Regions from separate parts of the Rattus norvegicus genome. Here regions 2 and 3 are each linked to region 1. A link is a contact called in public Hi-C data. All regions are on one chromosome and are shown on one strand. Each heading gives the region's core, a stretch centred on a gene start, on an enhancer-like site or on the middle of the called end of the contact. The rest is flanking DNA. Distances are from core to core; before and after follow the strand shown. Region 1 holds the start of Bcl2l11 (Bcl2-like 11). Region 2 overlaps Acoxl (acyl-CoA oxidase-like). Region 3 overlaps LOC102555576 (a long non-coding RNA gene).

Region 1 (4,976 bases), core at 1,833-4,332:
CTCCATAAGCTAGACCACATCTGACCTGTCCCTCTGTGTCATGTCTTGCAGTTGCTGAATTTGTGCGAGTCCGTGAAGGATGACTCCCTGAAGGTGATCTCTGCCTTCAATATTCCACACACCACCATCCACGCACCAACAGCGGGAACCCCCAACACCGGGGCTGCGGAGGCCTTCTCCCCGGCGCCCACGCAGCCACTGGTGCAGAATGGGACGCGGTCTCGACTGGCCAAGCTGTGAGCCAGGCGAGAAATTTAGTGTCCCATCTTCCGAATATTTGGCTAGAACCGGAGCAGAGGGCAAAGTGGCAGATGCAGGGCAACCACCTTGGGGAATTTCATCAGGCAGAGGAGGAGGTCCGGCTAAGGCTGGCAAGGAGCACGACAAGTTGTCCGGGAGAGGGAGCCCTAGATGGACGCCCCAGTAGCATAGTGACTTATCCAGGTCTAGTAACCTCCCTGGCCCTTGCCTTGACTTCTCCCAGCCATGGCCATGGATCCCCAGACAATCGTCTCGCCCACCGCACGGTGCCACCAAAGATCTCTACCGTCAGCGGTGACTCAGATTCACAGAGACTTCGAAAGACATTGGGGCTGGGTGAAAAAAAAATCAAAACATAAAAATCAAACACCCTTAGGCAAAAGGGGTGGAGGAAAGCTCCACCCTCTCCAAGCTCGGGCAAAAGTTCAACAAGGGATGATTAGTGAATCAGACTTGCTCCAACTCTGTGAGGAAATGCGCTGTCGAGAGCGGAGAGCTTAAGCCCGGAGTCGCCCTAGTCTTACCAGGTAGGCGATCTCCGGACCGCAGGATCATGCGCAACAAGTTTCTCCTCGCTAAACTGTTACCTAGCCTTCAGAAAAGCGTACGTGTGAAAAGTTTAATATATTAAACGGTAGAAAGGTGCTCCGGCGACTTGGAAAGGTAGGGATGGCGGGTCTGGGGAATAGTTGGAATAAAGTGTTTTTGGAATTTGGAGAGATTACACAGGCGGAAATGAATTTCTCATTTGTGTTCTGACTTGGCGTTGCCCAGTTTCGTTCTCATCTCTAGCCATCGTCTCGATTCCCTTCCTCCACATCGTTGGCAGCCTCGGGAAGGCACCGGTGATCCACTGGCCCTTCCCACCTTGCTCTTCCCCGCCGTCAACTCCGATCCCAGGAGTTCTCCCGACCCAACCCTAGAAACTGCAAGGGCCCAAATGCCCGCGGCTACCTTACTTGAGGCACTTGGTGGAAGCTCCCCTGACTGCCTTGTTCGCGGGTGATGCAAGAGCCTCCGCCTCCAGCCCGGCTTCCTAATTCAGCCCTAAATAAGAGCACATAGCCCAGTCCGTTGCTTTCCCCAGTGCCTGTAAATTTTCTTTTAGTGTGTCCAGGGTTGCAAAATCGGAAGACTCCAGAGCAACCTGCTCCTACGAAGAAACACCGGAGCTTTCCCCACCCCCAACCCCCCCATCCCTGTGTGGTTCTTCTCTAGTCTAAGGCTGAGGCGCCTGGCTGCCCGCTGAGGGCGTGGAGCAGGCAGACTTGTTACTGGTTTTGGACTCCCGGAGTAGCAGCAGCAGATTGGGCTGCATGGGTGGGATGCCGAGTGGTCGGTCAAGGCACAGTACTGGTTCACAGCCTTGGTCAAGACAGACCTGCATCCATGCCCTTGCCCTGTGCTCTCTTATAGCGATCGTCCCTCACCTCCAGCAAGGCTTTGTCCTGAGCCCCCCAGTTTCCCTGGGAACCAATAACTTCTTAACCAATAACTCGCTCAGGATTCACCTAAGAGCCAAGATTTAGCCTGGGGCTTTGCTGTGTCACCGTGACGTTAGGTCCGCTTATAAACATCAAAATGACCAAGATGGTCCAACGGTGGGACGACAGGCCACCTGACACTTGTTCCTCATGAAAAGGCCATGTCCCTCTTGCTGCCAGCCTGGATGCAGGTTGGGTAGCCCTTAAATCGAGTTTCTTTAATCCTCACGTGTGGGGACGATCCATTTCCAGACCAGCTACTCTCGGCCGCCGCTGTGAGAGAAGAGGTTGGGGGTGGGGACGCACATGGCACCATTGACTTCGAGACTTCGGTTAGGGTCACGAAGGCCTCAGGAGGGTCAGGGGATTTTTCAACCCCCTTCTGGCTTTCCTAGCTTGCCCTGAATTCCGCTGTTCCGCGGCCGCCAGCTTCAGCGGGCCGATGGGTAGACAGTTCCAGGCGGTACTCTGTGAGCCCAATAAATTTTGAGGATCCCAGTACAGCTCATGGCGCAACAGTCTTTATTTGGTAGCCCACCTCCTTTTCCTTGTTTATTCTTTTCGAGTTAACTTTCTCATTCCCCTATTTTATCTGCTTTATCGTGCACGCCCATCGCTCCCCGAAGCCTCCCTGGTCTCTCAACTGTCCTTCCCACCACCAGCTCTGCACTGGGGAAACAAACATATAGAACACAAAAACAACAACAACAAAACAAAACAACACACACACACACACACACACACACACACACACAAAACCAGGGAGAGCCTAAATGAGGACAGAAGGCGGCGGTGATGAAGAGTCCCGCTTGTGGCATAGCCGAGGAAGGGCAAGCATCTTTCTGATCTGGGTCCCCGGAGGCCAGGAATTCTTGGAAAGGACAGTACCCATCCTTGCACCAATCTAGTCCCTTTGGTTTGGGGCTGAGAAGCTCCGCAAACCAAGGGAGCAGGGGCGCCTCCTGAGGCTTCCAACTGGCGGCCGCGGCCAGGCTGGACACAGAGCAGCGTGCCCTGAGCGCCCCCTAAGTTCCGCTCTGCGAGGTGGCCGCCACGGGCGGACCGGGAGGGGCGGGTACATTCTGAGTGGAGGATGGGCGTGCATGCAGCTGCCCACAGGCCAAGTCACTAGGGTAAACACGCCGGGGTGGGCGGCGCACGCAAACTGCAGGACAGCCGGTGGGGCCACCCTCCCCACTACCTGTCGCAGCCTGCACGCGCCAGCGGCCTGGGGGCCGTGGGGGGTGGGACTTACCTTCCGGCTTGCCCGGGCCGGACTGAGCGGGGGGCGGAGCCCGCGGTGATTGGGCGCCGGAGCGGGGGCTCAGTAAGAGCAGAGTGGCTGGGGCAGGCTGCTTTCACTTCGCTCCCCGCAGGCACTGGGTCAACAGCTTGTTGGAGCTCTGCGGTCCTTGCCGCCGCCGCCGTTGTCGTTGCAGTCACCGGATTCCTGCAGCCGCTCCGCGAGCTGTGTTCCACTTGGATTCACACCACCTCCGCTGCCCCCGCCGCCACCGCCTCGGCGCCCTTCCCCTGGCCCTCGTCCACCCAATGTCTGACTCTGATTCTCGGACTGAGAAACGCAAGGTAAACACTCCTCGACTCCCGGGGCGCAGGCTGGGGATGGATAGAAGACAGGCGCCGCAGCCACCTCTGCGGCTTCATCTGTCTCTGGTGTCGCACGTGCGGGTGGAGGCGCTGGTTTGTCCCGCGTGGCGCGCGGCTGCAGGAGGCGAACGCTGGGAGTCGGGTCGAGGTCTCTGCGTGCCAAGGCACTTCTGGGGAAGGGTCGTGGGCACAGAAGCTGCGGGCTCTTAGCCGAAGACCGGGTTGGGCCGGGATGCTGCACGAGGGGCCGCTGAGGCATCTCTCGCGGGCCAGGAGGGCGCGTGGTCTCGGCTTGGAGCGGAGGTCCCGCTTCGTAGTGCCCGTAGTGCGTCCAGCCGGGAAGCGTCGCCGCGACCCAGACGGCCCGGGAGAAGTAGCCGCGCAGTAGCGGCGGGCGGGTAGACTTAACTCTTCGCTGGCGCGGGTTCATTGCGGAGGTTTGAGTATTAAAATCACACGCGCCCAGACTTTGCTTGTACTCACTCAAGCCAGTTTGGCCACAGTGGTCAATTTCGCCTTTCCGGATGTCGCGGGCGGCCCGGTTCTTTTTGCGAGCGTCCTGTGGATATTGAGGAGCGCCGTATCTACAGGAGACAAGAGACCCCGTAAGCCCCCTAGGATCACTTAGGCTACGCGTGTTCCGAGCTCCAGCCAGCTGACTGCCCTGTCTACTCCTTCTAGCCCGATCGCACCAAGACCCAGTCGCATAGGCTAGCGGACCCCTGAGCTCGCGAGCCTAATGCACCCGAGGCAGGCACTGCTTGTGCAAGGCTAACTGAACAGTGGGGGCGGAGGTCTGGATGTGCACGCCCGAGACCGGAGAGGGTCGTTCATATTTGGTGCATGTCGGTAGCACATGGGGGCACAGCAGGTGAAGTTGCTAAGAAGTTCGGCTAGGGACTGCGGGGGCCGTTAGGGCCTTTGCCCGGAGTGGCCTGGAGTGTGATCGTGGCCCCATGCGGATCTCCGAGGGGTGCGGGTCTCGCTTTGTCTCTAATGTCCCGATGCCTTGGCGGCGGGAATTCCCGCAAGGCGCGCGGCGTCCGGGCCGGGCCCTGGGGCGGGGCGGGGCGCAAAGCAAAGCAGCCCGGCCCCCTAAGTTCCAGCCGTAGCTGCGGCGGCCGGCACAGTCTGCGCGGCGCTGGGAGGCGAGTTTGTCAACAATCGCCTTGCCTTCGGCTGCCTGACCCGTAGGCGCCGCCCCCGCCGCCTCTGCCCATTGGTTACGGTGAGGAGCGACTGCGCGCGGGCCAATGGGGAGCACTAGCAGCCGGCGCCAGGGGCGCAGGGCTGGCGGTGCCCGCGCGGCGGCGGGAGCTGCGCGCGAGGGGCGGAGCGGGAGGAGGCGGAGGATGATCCCGGCGGTGGCCGGTGCAGCGCGAGCCAGAGGCGCGGCGCGCGAAACCTTGGGCTCCCCGGCGGAGCGTGGCGGAGGGCGGACGGGCAGGCGAGGGGCCCTGGAGCCCAGGACCCGGCTTTGTTTCCCTTGCCTTCTCGGTGGCTACGTGCAGGGGTCGTCCGATCGGCACAACACGCTGCGCTCCGAAGGGAAGGGGCGGACGTGAGTCTCCGTGTGGTGGCCCGGGGAGGGAAAGAGTCAGCCTTGCGCCGGGTATTGCCAAG
Region 2 (4,976 bases), core at 1,605-4,104, 240 kb before region 1:
GTTTCTGAATTTCCTGATCCATTGATTTTTGGCATTTCTACAGCTTTGTTGTGAGGGGTGAGAGTTCAACTCTGTGAAACCCACCCTGATTTCCATTTCACCATTTTCCTTTAGTTTCAGACTTTTACATCATTGCAAATCCTTATAGTCTACCAGATAACCCACAAACATCCTGCAACCTCCCATTTCTGTTCCGACAATTCAATTTCTTGATTTTATCCACTCTCCATTTTGGTCTGAAGAACTGTTACTCATTTTTATACTGTGAAAACTAAAACATTGAGTTTTCTTCTGTATTTAACACCTAGCTTTTGCTTTTTGGTTACGTTATTAAGGTCAGGACTATGCAGAATGTGAAACACATATGTTCCCTATATATATCCGACGTCAAAACACTTTTACAATGTGAAGAACAGTATCCTAGCATAACTGTCTTACACGCCATAAATTAGTAAAGTTCACGATACCTGGTGTTTACATTGTTATATTTTTATAAAGTTTTTGTTTCTCCTCCTTGGAGAAATACTCGGTTATATTTTCTAGTTCATTTTATCTTGTTTGTTTTGATAGACTTCTGGTAGTAATTAATCTTCTTAAAATGTCTTATCTTTTTGCTGGTTTTCCTCTAGTTTTGTTGCAATACATAACAAATGTTTGGAACGGAATGTGAATGCCAGTATTTTGGCTCCTTATATGTCATTGTGGTCTTTTTTATTTTTCCCTCACTTATGACTGATAGTTTACCTGAGACTTGTAACTTGAAAATAACTTCCCCCAAAACTTCTGTTTCTCCATTATCATTTTGCTTCCAGTCTGTTTGTGGGAAGCTGTGTCTCTGTAGTGTGCCTGCACTTTTTTTCCTTCTGCGAGTTGTTTGTCTTGAGTGTGTGGGGATGTCTTAGTAATGTATCTAGGTTTGGGTTTTCATTCATCCTGTGTGGCATCTGGCAGGCCCTTTCAATTTTTTTTTTTTGGTTCTTTTTTTCGGAGCTGGGGACCAAACCCAGGGCCTTGCGCTTCCTAGGCAAGCGCTCTACCACTGAGCTAAATCCCCAGCCCCAGGCCCTTTCAATTTTAAAGCCTTGGTCTCCTTTCCTCTGGGGATTGTTGTCTTTACTTAGAAGTCTACTTATTTAGAGGTGACTTGGCACCTCTTTTGTGTATTCCCTCTTACATTCTTATAGACTTGTTCTCTAGGAGATATTTTCCTGATTTTACTTTTATTTGCACAATTGTGTTTACTTTGTAAGGGTCCTTTCTGTGTTGTCCATTTGTTTGGAGTAGTCTGTTGTTTTCTAGACATAACTATGGGCTGAAGATGAAGAGTTCTGCTCTGTGAGTCAACTCTTTTCTGTAAGAGCAATGGGGTTGACTATGAAAATAAAAAAGGTTGAGACAGGCCAGCAGTTATAGTCAGAATGATATGAATACTGTTATGAGTGGGGTCAGAGAATCACCAAGCTTAGCTTCAACCATGCACTGAGGCGTCCCCCAAAGGCCTCACACTGAGGTTTGAAACCCAGGTAGAAGTTAGTTGGTAGAAGGGACAGTCCAGGCATGGAGGACGCATGGAGTCACAGAGTAGTGAACAGTGTGGTCTAGTTGTGGTGCCACACAGGAACTAACGTGGGCTAAGTTTCCCTGCGATGCTTGAAGGCAGTGGATAGCAGGGAAGCTGCAACGGAGGCTCACATGCAGGAGGAAGAGGGAGAAGGTTGAATATTTAGACTCACTGTCCTGACAGCTGGCTAATGGATGGGGAGCAAAGCATTGACCATTGGAACCACCATAAAGATCTGAAGAAGACATGTACATTGCAAATGGAGAAGTAGCAGGGAAGGGAAAGACCATGGCATATGTGGAGAGGCCAGATAGAGAGGGCTGGGCTCGCTAGAGATGGATCAGGGGTGGGTCTTTCTCACGGGGGTGATGGGTCAGGGATGTGTCTGGGCTCGCTGGGGTGATGGGTCAGGGATAGGCAGGTCTGGGTTGGGTCAGTGTATGGCTTGAATTTTCCTAAGGAGTTGAGGAGGAGGATATCTTCTGCACTTCCACAGCAGAGACTCTTTCTTAAATGTTCAAAAACTCAATCCACCATGTAGCAATAATTGAGTGACTTGCCTCACCAAAGAATTTAGGAACAAGAGGGCAAATATGATGTTTTTTGATAACCATTGTCCCTTCTGAACTGAGAACAAGGCTTGGTACTAAATGTCTAGTAAATAAATCATGAACACATGATGGATGAATGGATGGATGGATGGATGACTAACAGCATTGAAGGGAGAGGTTTCTTTGGTAGAGAATAGATGAGTTCAAATCATAATGCTATGGGGATTTGGTGTGGGCCACATGGCTTTCTATTTACTACCTATTAATTAATATTATTTATTATCTCCATATAAGCCATTTCGTGGCCTTCCTTTTATTGTTTATTAGTATTACTTATTGTGTATTTATTTCATGGAACCTGGGGCCTCGTGGCATTTTAGGCATGCACGATACAACTGAGCTGCTTTCTCAACCGTTAGACAGAGGCTTCTGAAATATATGAAGAGCCCTAGACTCCTAAGTGAAACTTATAGAAAAACAGACATAATACTTCCATTGCCAGTCCAGAGCTGTGTTATAATCTTGGGGCTAGCCTGCCCCCGGGGCATTTCAGTCTGGGCAGTGAGTACGAAGGCAGAGAAGTCTGTGCTTATTTCCTACAGTGCACATTTGCTCCTTGGCTACCCTTGCAGACTGCTCGTCGATGAGCCTCCTGGGTCTGACGATATTGTCAGTGTGACTGAATCGCTATTCTGGGCAGATGACACATAGCCCAGGGACTGTCTCTTGTTCTCTAAAGACGACTGTGTAATAGGATCACAGCTTCATAGTGCACTTCAGGCCACACTGTGGAGCAGCTGGGCTAAGGGGCTTTATACCTGAGTAAGAGAAATTGATCCCAAACCCCAGTGACACAGATCTTATTTTAGCTCTTCAAACAGACTACACTGTCACTTCTACACAGGCTACACTGTCACTTCTGCACAGGCTACACTGTCACTTCTGCACAGGCTACACTGTCACTTCTGCACAGGCTGGTCCTCCCACCTATGACTGATGCTTCCTTTCTTAGGCACTGGTTCTATTAAGTGGATGTTGTGTATCCTTCAGAGAACTTTCCTTTACAGAACTTTCAAAGTGCTTTGTTTATTCCAGTCCCTGATGTGAACTCTGTATTTGCTACCAGAAGGTGTGTGTGTGTGTGTGTGTGTGTGTGTGTGTGTGTGTGTGTATGTGTGTGTAGGGGTGTGGTGGTGAGGGCATTATACAGTACCAGGCACATAGGAGACTTTCAGTAGTTATCTGTGACTTGAATGTAGCCTATCACAGTATCTCTATGCTAAGGAAGTCCGGGAGAACAGAGGGGAGCTATGCACAGTGGTATCTACAATGGAATGGACTCCTCCTCTGTACACATGTTCTTACTCAATGTCTGCTGCAGCTCCACCATGATGCCTCTTTACAAATGGAAGACAGGCACTCTGGGAGGTGAGGTGGCTTGGCAGTGGAGTTCTGTGCCCAGCCTTGTCCTTCATTGACTTCAGTCTCTACAAACTTCATGTTATAGCTGGGCATAGTGGTGCATAACTTTAATCCCAGTACTCAGGAGGCCTGGGTAGAAGGATATCTGTGGGTTTGAGGTCAGCCTAGTCTACATAGTGAGCTCTATGATAGTCAGGACTTCTCTCTCTCTCTCTCTCTCTCTCTCTCTCTCTCTCTCTCTCTCACCTTCCCCCCACAAAACAAACTTCCTCTTGTCTCTGAGCCTTTATTTTAAGGCTCATTGTCTGACTAGAGACATAAAGACAGAAATATGGATATATTGAGCTCTAAAGGAACAATATTTTGGGTTTTTAGAAATGTAAACGCTTGACTTTTGGGCTGAGCTGAACCACGCAATATTTTAAAAATGTCCTCCTGTCAAAAATGTCCTCCTGTCCATCTCCTTGATTGTGTTGCCTGAGTCTTGAACTTGACTTTTGTGTTCAGGGATCTTCCAGGTCAGGTAATCTGAGTCAAGGGCATTAGCTCAATATTGACCCGATAGAGTCATGTTTTCTTTGTGAACTTTCATCTGGTAATAAAGTTGGTACGGGCAGACTTTTAAAAAATATTTGCATATCTCATTTCCTTGCCTAATCAGTGTTGTGAGAATAATGTCCTACTTTCCATGCTTGAGTGATCAGCTGCGGTATTGTAAGGCACCAGGGGCCGGCTCACTACAGCAATTTCCTTTTCTTACATTTTCCATCTCATCCCAGCTTTGCTGCAACCCACGTGCTGGACTTTCGGAAACAGAACTCATCCCACCAGCAAAATGATACCATCTGGGCACGGCATTTGCCCCCAATTTAAAGGGCACCTTTCACAGATGCATCATGGGTCCAAGCATCCTCCTTGGATGTGCTTAGTGAAGGCGTATTGGATACCTAGACTCCACGTTAAAAGTCCTTTAAGGAAAGAAGAGAGAGCCATTAGGTTTAAGGATGGCTTTTTTGTTTTTTGACATGTCCCTATGATTACTCATGACCTTACAAATTGTTTAGTTTATAGCTCACAGCTAGGCTAAAGATGTCAGATGCCTCTTTTCATCCCCGTCCACTAACAGTGTATTTAACACCTCTGCCCCCAAGGTAAGGTAGTGAGGACATGTATACTAGTGACATTTTGTGATAAAATACCTGACTGAAGCAACTAAAAGGAAGAGAAGTTTATTTTGGCTCACGATTTTACAGAATACAGTCCATCATTGCAGGAGAGACATAGGCGAAGGCTTGGTCCATGGTGATGGGAATTAATCATGGAGCTTGTTCCCATCTATTGCCCACTTGGAGCCAGAGAGCTTGGGTTTTGGCTGTAACCCTCAAAGGTCTGCCCTTACCCAGTGATCTGCGTGATCCAGGCAGGTCTTCCACCCTAAAGGT
Region 3 (4,976 bases), core at 1,503-4,002, 140 kb after region 1:
TCTATGAACCGAGGCCAGCCTGGTCTACAGAGTGAGTTCCAGGACACTCAAGGCTACACAGAGAAACCCTGTCTGGAAAAACAAAGACAAACCAAAATTTCCTATGGACTTATTTATTATTCAAAGTGATCTATGTATCACTTGCACCTAGTTTAGGGAAAATAGTTTTTTACCCTGAGTTCAGAAAGATATCCTCTGAGTTTGACTCTGTGTTATTTAGATTTGCTGCTTTTCATGCTCACGTAGTCCTAGAATCGCTGTTATTCTTGCCTGTCTGAAGACATAGTGATCCAATAGGCCTTAGGTGTGGAATATGTTGTACTCTAAATTATAGGACTATACAGTTAATATGAATAGTCTAGACCAACCTAAATTAATCCCCGACTGAAGGTGCTTTGTTTTTTCACTGGCCTGCACTCCTTCTCCTCTTGTGTTGAATCCCCTGTGTGCATGGGTCCATGTCTGAGTTTCTGTGATTGCTTTGATGTGTTTGGCATCTCAGTAACAATGCCCTGCTCTTCCCAATCAAGTTTTAAAATTAGTGTTGATGATTTTCCTCTTGTGAAGTTTCGGGTATGAATGTATTGGGTGCAGGGTCTCTTTTGATGGCAAGTGGTGGCTTCACCCAGTCAAATCCAGTTTCCACTGAAGACCAGGGTCAGGCTGTCCTGGTCACTCACTGCTCCCCACCCCTCCCCACTTTTTAGAACTTTCTCAAAAAGAAAATGAAATTAACAGTGAAAACACAAACAACTTGAATATATTTGCTAAATAGAAGCAGAAATGTCTTACAGCTAGTATAGGTGAGATTTTTATTACTAATAAAATTTTGAACTAATACGTGACAATTTTAACTAATACAGGACTCTCTCCCTCTCCCCCTCCCCCTCCCTCTCCCTCTCTCCCCTCCCCCTCCCCCTACCTGACCCCTACGGCCTTGTGTTCTACAGAACTTATGGACCTACGGAATGAGTCCCCACCCCACCCCGTCTGCATTCGTCTACTGCCTGTATCTTGCCAACTTTGTTTTTGAACAGTTTATGTGAAGACTTCTTGTGTAGTGCATTCCCTGCCATGAACAGTTTATGTGAAGACTTCTTGTGTAGCACATTCCCTGCCAAGCTGACCATCTCTGCTTCTTTGTGAGTTTCTTCTCTGTGTCTTTTGTCTCCTTGTTCTGGGTATTGATTCCTGGAAGCTGAGGAATAAAAACATTGGCAATGGCCTCGTGTCTCCTGCTGGTGTTGATGGGCATGGCTCCAAAGCTTCAGAGCTGATTTCAGTGTTTACATTTTTTGGTGAGTATCTTTGTCACACTAAAGAAATTTCCTATAATTCCTACTTTGAACACTCAGCTCACTTACTTTCAGCCTTTCATAATCTTATGATAAAATCCTCACTGGCCACACCCCTGGGTTTGGACACTCAGATCACAGCTGACACATAATAATTTACTATGCCCAGTCCAATACATTTCACCTTTAAATCACCGTTCAGCATCTGAGTAATTGCTAAGTGACCATGGGGTTGTCAAACATGTGAGTTTTGGAAGATTTTCCAGTTGATGTTTCCTGCAACAGGCTTAGATTAAATGCAACACCATGTAATGTTGGTGAAGTATAGGTGTTTGTAAAGGCTCTTGTAACCTATGGTTTGGTTAAATTTTAAGTTCTCTGCACGTCTTCAAAAAAAACAAGGACTATCTTCAGTTGCTAAGCTTTTCACACATACACATATACATGTAATATTTAACATATACACACAACCACATATGCACAAACATACACACAACATATATGCGTGTGTACACATGCAAATATGCACAGTAAGTATGTACAAATATAAGCATATATGCAAATATACATATATATACACGTGCATAAGTGCAATATACAGGCACACATATACATATATGCTTATATATACACATATACATGAACATGCATATATAGATAGTGCACATACTTATACATACTTAGATGCATGCAGATAACATACACATACTTATACACATACTCAATGTTACACAATGTACACATACATATTCATGTAGATACATGCACATACATTGAATAATACTCCCAAATCTTTCATGTATGGACAGTGTTTTTCTTGTCTTAAAGATGATGTCTTAACTTTTGATGAAGTTAGAGGAGACAAGATTCATACCTGTGGTTCTGTCCATTGGGTTTCTGTCCATTTGTTACTTGGCCTCAGAACACAAAGGACCTGACCACTACTTTTGGCACCTGTGGTGTACAGCTCCCAGCCTTTCTGTGGTCACTTGTCTTGAGTGACATCGTCACCTTCGGCTGTCATTCATTCCGTCTCACAGTAGCTGAGTCGTGGCCATGCGCATCTGCTGCATCTGATGACAGATTTCAGAGCGTAAACCAGTTTGTGAGCGTGTGTCTTGCTAGTAAGTTATTGTTCCCGCTTTCCCAAGCCTGCTGCATACCAGGAGTGGGGAGAAGCCACTGTGCCCTGGTCTGCAATCAGCAGGGGACCATGCCCTGCACACCAAGGAGGCCACTCTCCCAAAGCAGCCAGGACTGAGAGCAGCCACGTAGCTGGCACTTGATGACTGTTTTGTGAATAAAGTTCCTAACTCAAGGCCCACCCTAGTCCGTTTGTCCCTTGTCATTACTAAGCACCCATCCTGTGCCTGTCCCTGGAATCACATGGAGTTGAGCTGAGGCCCTGGTGGAAGAAACTCTTCCTGCAGTGGGGAAGTTATGAGTGACTCAACTCCCTAGCCACATGATGTCAGGCGCAGTCAGAACACCCACAGAATATTTGAAAGCCTCGTGGGGACCACAGTACTCCCTGCCTTTCACCAACAGTTAGGTGACACCAATTAGTGGCTGTCTCTAGGCGAGATCAAAGCTTACCACTGTCTTACCAGGGGTAGGGTAGGTCAGACACACCAAAGCCAAGAAGCAAAGTTTAAAAGGACCCATTCTCTTTCAGGTGTCAGCTCTGCCCTTGCAGGGACCTGGGAAGAGTGTTTTCTTAAACAAGGCATCCTGGATACCACGTCTTTTTCTACAGTCCTGGCTCTGGTCCCCACCATTCCCTACTGCCTCCCCAGCAGAGAAGTAATGTACCAAGGGGGCACCTCTTACCTTCTCTGTTGCTCCACTGTTATCAAAGTAGCCTCCCTGGTTTGTTTATGTCCAGCACAAGGGAGTAAACACAATATAGATTGGGGTGCTGGGGGGAGGTCTTGAGTTTCATCTGCCTAATTCACCCATTACATTCCTCATAGGTTTGAGATGCAGTGGTTTTTAACGATGAGTGCCAAGGGCAAACCTCCCACAATAGGAGCTTTGCTCACACAAGGGGAACTCTGATCTTAGCAGAGGCCCGAGGGAGGGAGGCTGGAGGGTGCTTCTGAGGTGAGGCCAGCCTGGTTGCTCATAGGGTTCCAACCTATAACTGGGGCCGGACTCAAACATTACAAGACAGTTACAACAAGACTTCCTGGTGTGTGGTGGAGCCCTTAACAAGATGAGGACATAGGAAGTTGGCCATTCGCTTTGAGTTAAGTGAACTTGAAGCAGGGACATCTGGGCACAGTGCAGCTACAGGGGTCAGGGCTGGGAGTGCAAGCCTTCCCTTCCCCAGAGGCTTCGAATTCCCCTCCACACTAACCCCCCCAGCCCTCCTTGTTATCTGTCTGAGGGAGGCTGTTGTTTCAGGGAAGAGATAAAAGTTAATCACAGATTGGGACTGCATGGAAAATAAGAAAATATCGATGACTTCATTCACCTGAGTACCCGCCTGGGGGAAGTGTTCAGCCTTTGCGGTGGTCAGACCAGTTCAACCAGTTCTTGTTTTTTAAAATACAGGCCTGGACTTAAACAAAGGCCTGGACCCATGAATAGGGGGCATTCATTAGCAGTTCTGAGTCACCCTGCAGACCTACTGCGCACCCTCATTTGTCTAGACAGAGCACTGCAGCTTTTCTCTGTTTATTCCTCTAGCTGTCTTTTCACTGGACACCCCCAAGGCCCTCCTCTCTCATTACAACCCTTATCTGGTCACACATCACCCTAGAGACTCCCAAACAGAAAGCCAGACCAGGAGCACACACCAGTTGCCAAACACTAGTGCCAGTGTTCAGGGCTGGACAAGTCCTCAATTCTGGCCCTCGGAGATGAACACCAGAGAACTAGTAGTTCTTGAGGGAATGCGGCGAACTCCGGATAGAATTTGAGCTGAGTCTGAGTTAAAAGTGAAAATGGTTTTTATGGTTAGTACCAGAGTGTTAGGCAAATACCATGTGGCACCTGGGGACATAGCTGGAAGCAGGATGCTAACCTCTGTGTTTTAAATCACCAGGCCTCCTAGGCAGGGACAGCAAAGCCTGCTCTTCTGGGAGAATCCCTTCATACACTGAAGCTGTGAGCTTATGTGGGCTGAAGCAGCACTAGGTGGAGGCTAAGGCAAGGGACCTAAGATATTGGGGGCTGAGAAACTGAACCGAGCCCAAAGGAAGCCGGGAAACAGAAAGAGACACACGAGATACCTTAGGTTAGTAGAATGCTTGCCTGGCACTCAGCAAGCCTTGGATTCAATCCCAACACAGCGTCCAGTGTGTGTGGTGGTACACACGTGTAGTTACAAGACTCACAAGTTCTTGGTGGCAGAGGCTACTTAGGGATTTCAAGGCCAGCCTGAGCTACATAATGTTCTGTCTCACTGAAAGGAAACAAAAAGACTAAGTGTATCCTTTCTTTTTTCTTTTTAAAACAGAAACAAAATAACCACAAATTACAAATGAAGGAGATTCCTGCTTGGTAGCAGCATCGGAAAGGTCGAAGTTCTTGCTTGTCTCTCCACTTAGAATGTACTCTTTCTGGTCTTTTGTTAGTAGATGCCAATATGTCCCTGTTCCTACCAGAACCTTCTATGTACTTTAATCTTCCTGGGCCTTTCATCCTTGGACTCCATCTCCTAACCTACCCTGACAT

The links. Hi-C and Micro-C count contacts between places; a contact is called where the count stands out from the background.
Region 2: a Hi-C map of psoas muscle shows a contact between it and region 1, with 4 times the contacts expected there. The contact joins the enhancer-like site here to the promoter of Bcl2l11 in region 1. A contact is called at or near these places in 10 of 12 Hi-C or Micro-C datasets (the A7r5 cell line, Schwann cells, frontal cortex and 5 more) and 1 of 1 datasets of contacts at active chromatin or transcription factors (oligodendrocytes).
Region 3: a contact with region 1 is called in a Hi-C map of Schwann cells, with 5 times the contacts expected there. The contact joins the enhancer-like site here to the promoter of Bcl2l11 in region 1. A contact is called at or near these places in 5 of 12 Hi-C or Micro-C datasets (Schwann cells, kidney, liver and 2 more).

Annotation. Positions count from the first base shown.
Region 1 is chr3:135,816,960-135,821,935 of GRCr8, forward strand. It overlaps Bcl2l11 (Bcl2-like 11), which reads left to right and starts at 3,083. Exons shown (of 4, transcript NM_171988.3): 1 at 3,083-3,332. Acoxl (acyl-CoA oxidase-like) reads left to right here. Exons shown (of 19, transcript NM_001415677.1): 19 at 52-3,332. The coding sequence ends at 240.
Region 2 is chr3:135,579,912-135,584,887 of GRCr8, forward strand. The region is part of intron 9 of Acoxl (acyl-CoA oxidase-like); the gene reads left to right. Among named protein-coding and RNA genes, the nearest start is that of Acoxl, 68 kb to the left of the region's middle. Within about 2 kb of position 2,855, at least 5 of the 93 cell types and tissues checked have an H3K27ac peak or open chromatin away from gene starts, as enhancers often do.
Region 3 is chr3:135,959,604-135,964,579 of GRCr8, forward strand. LOC102555576 (a long non-coding RNA gene) reads left to right here. Exons shown (of 4, transcript XR_010064889.1): 4 at 951-1,225. Among named protein-coding and RNA genes, the nearest start is that of Bcl2l11, 140 kb to the left of the region's middle. Within about 2 kb of position 2,753, at least 8 of the 93 cell types and tissues checked have an H3K27ac peak or open chromatin away from gene starts, as enhancers often do. A contact at or near this core is called in Schwann cells, where this site is marked.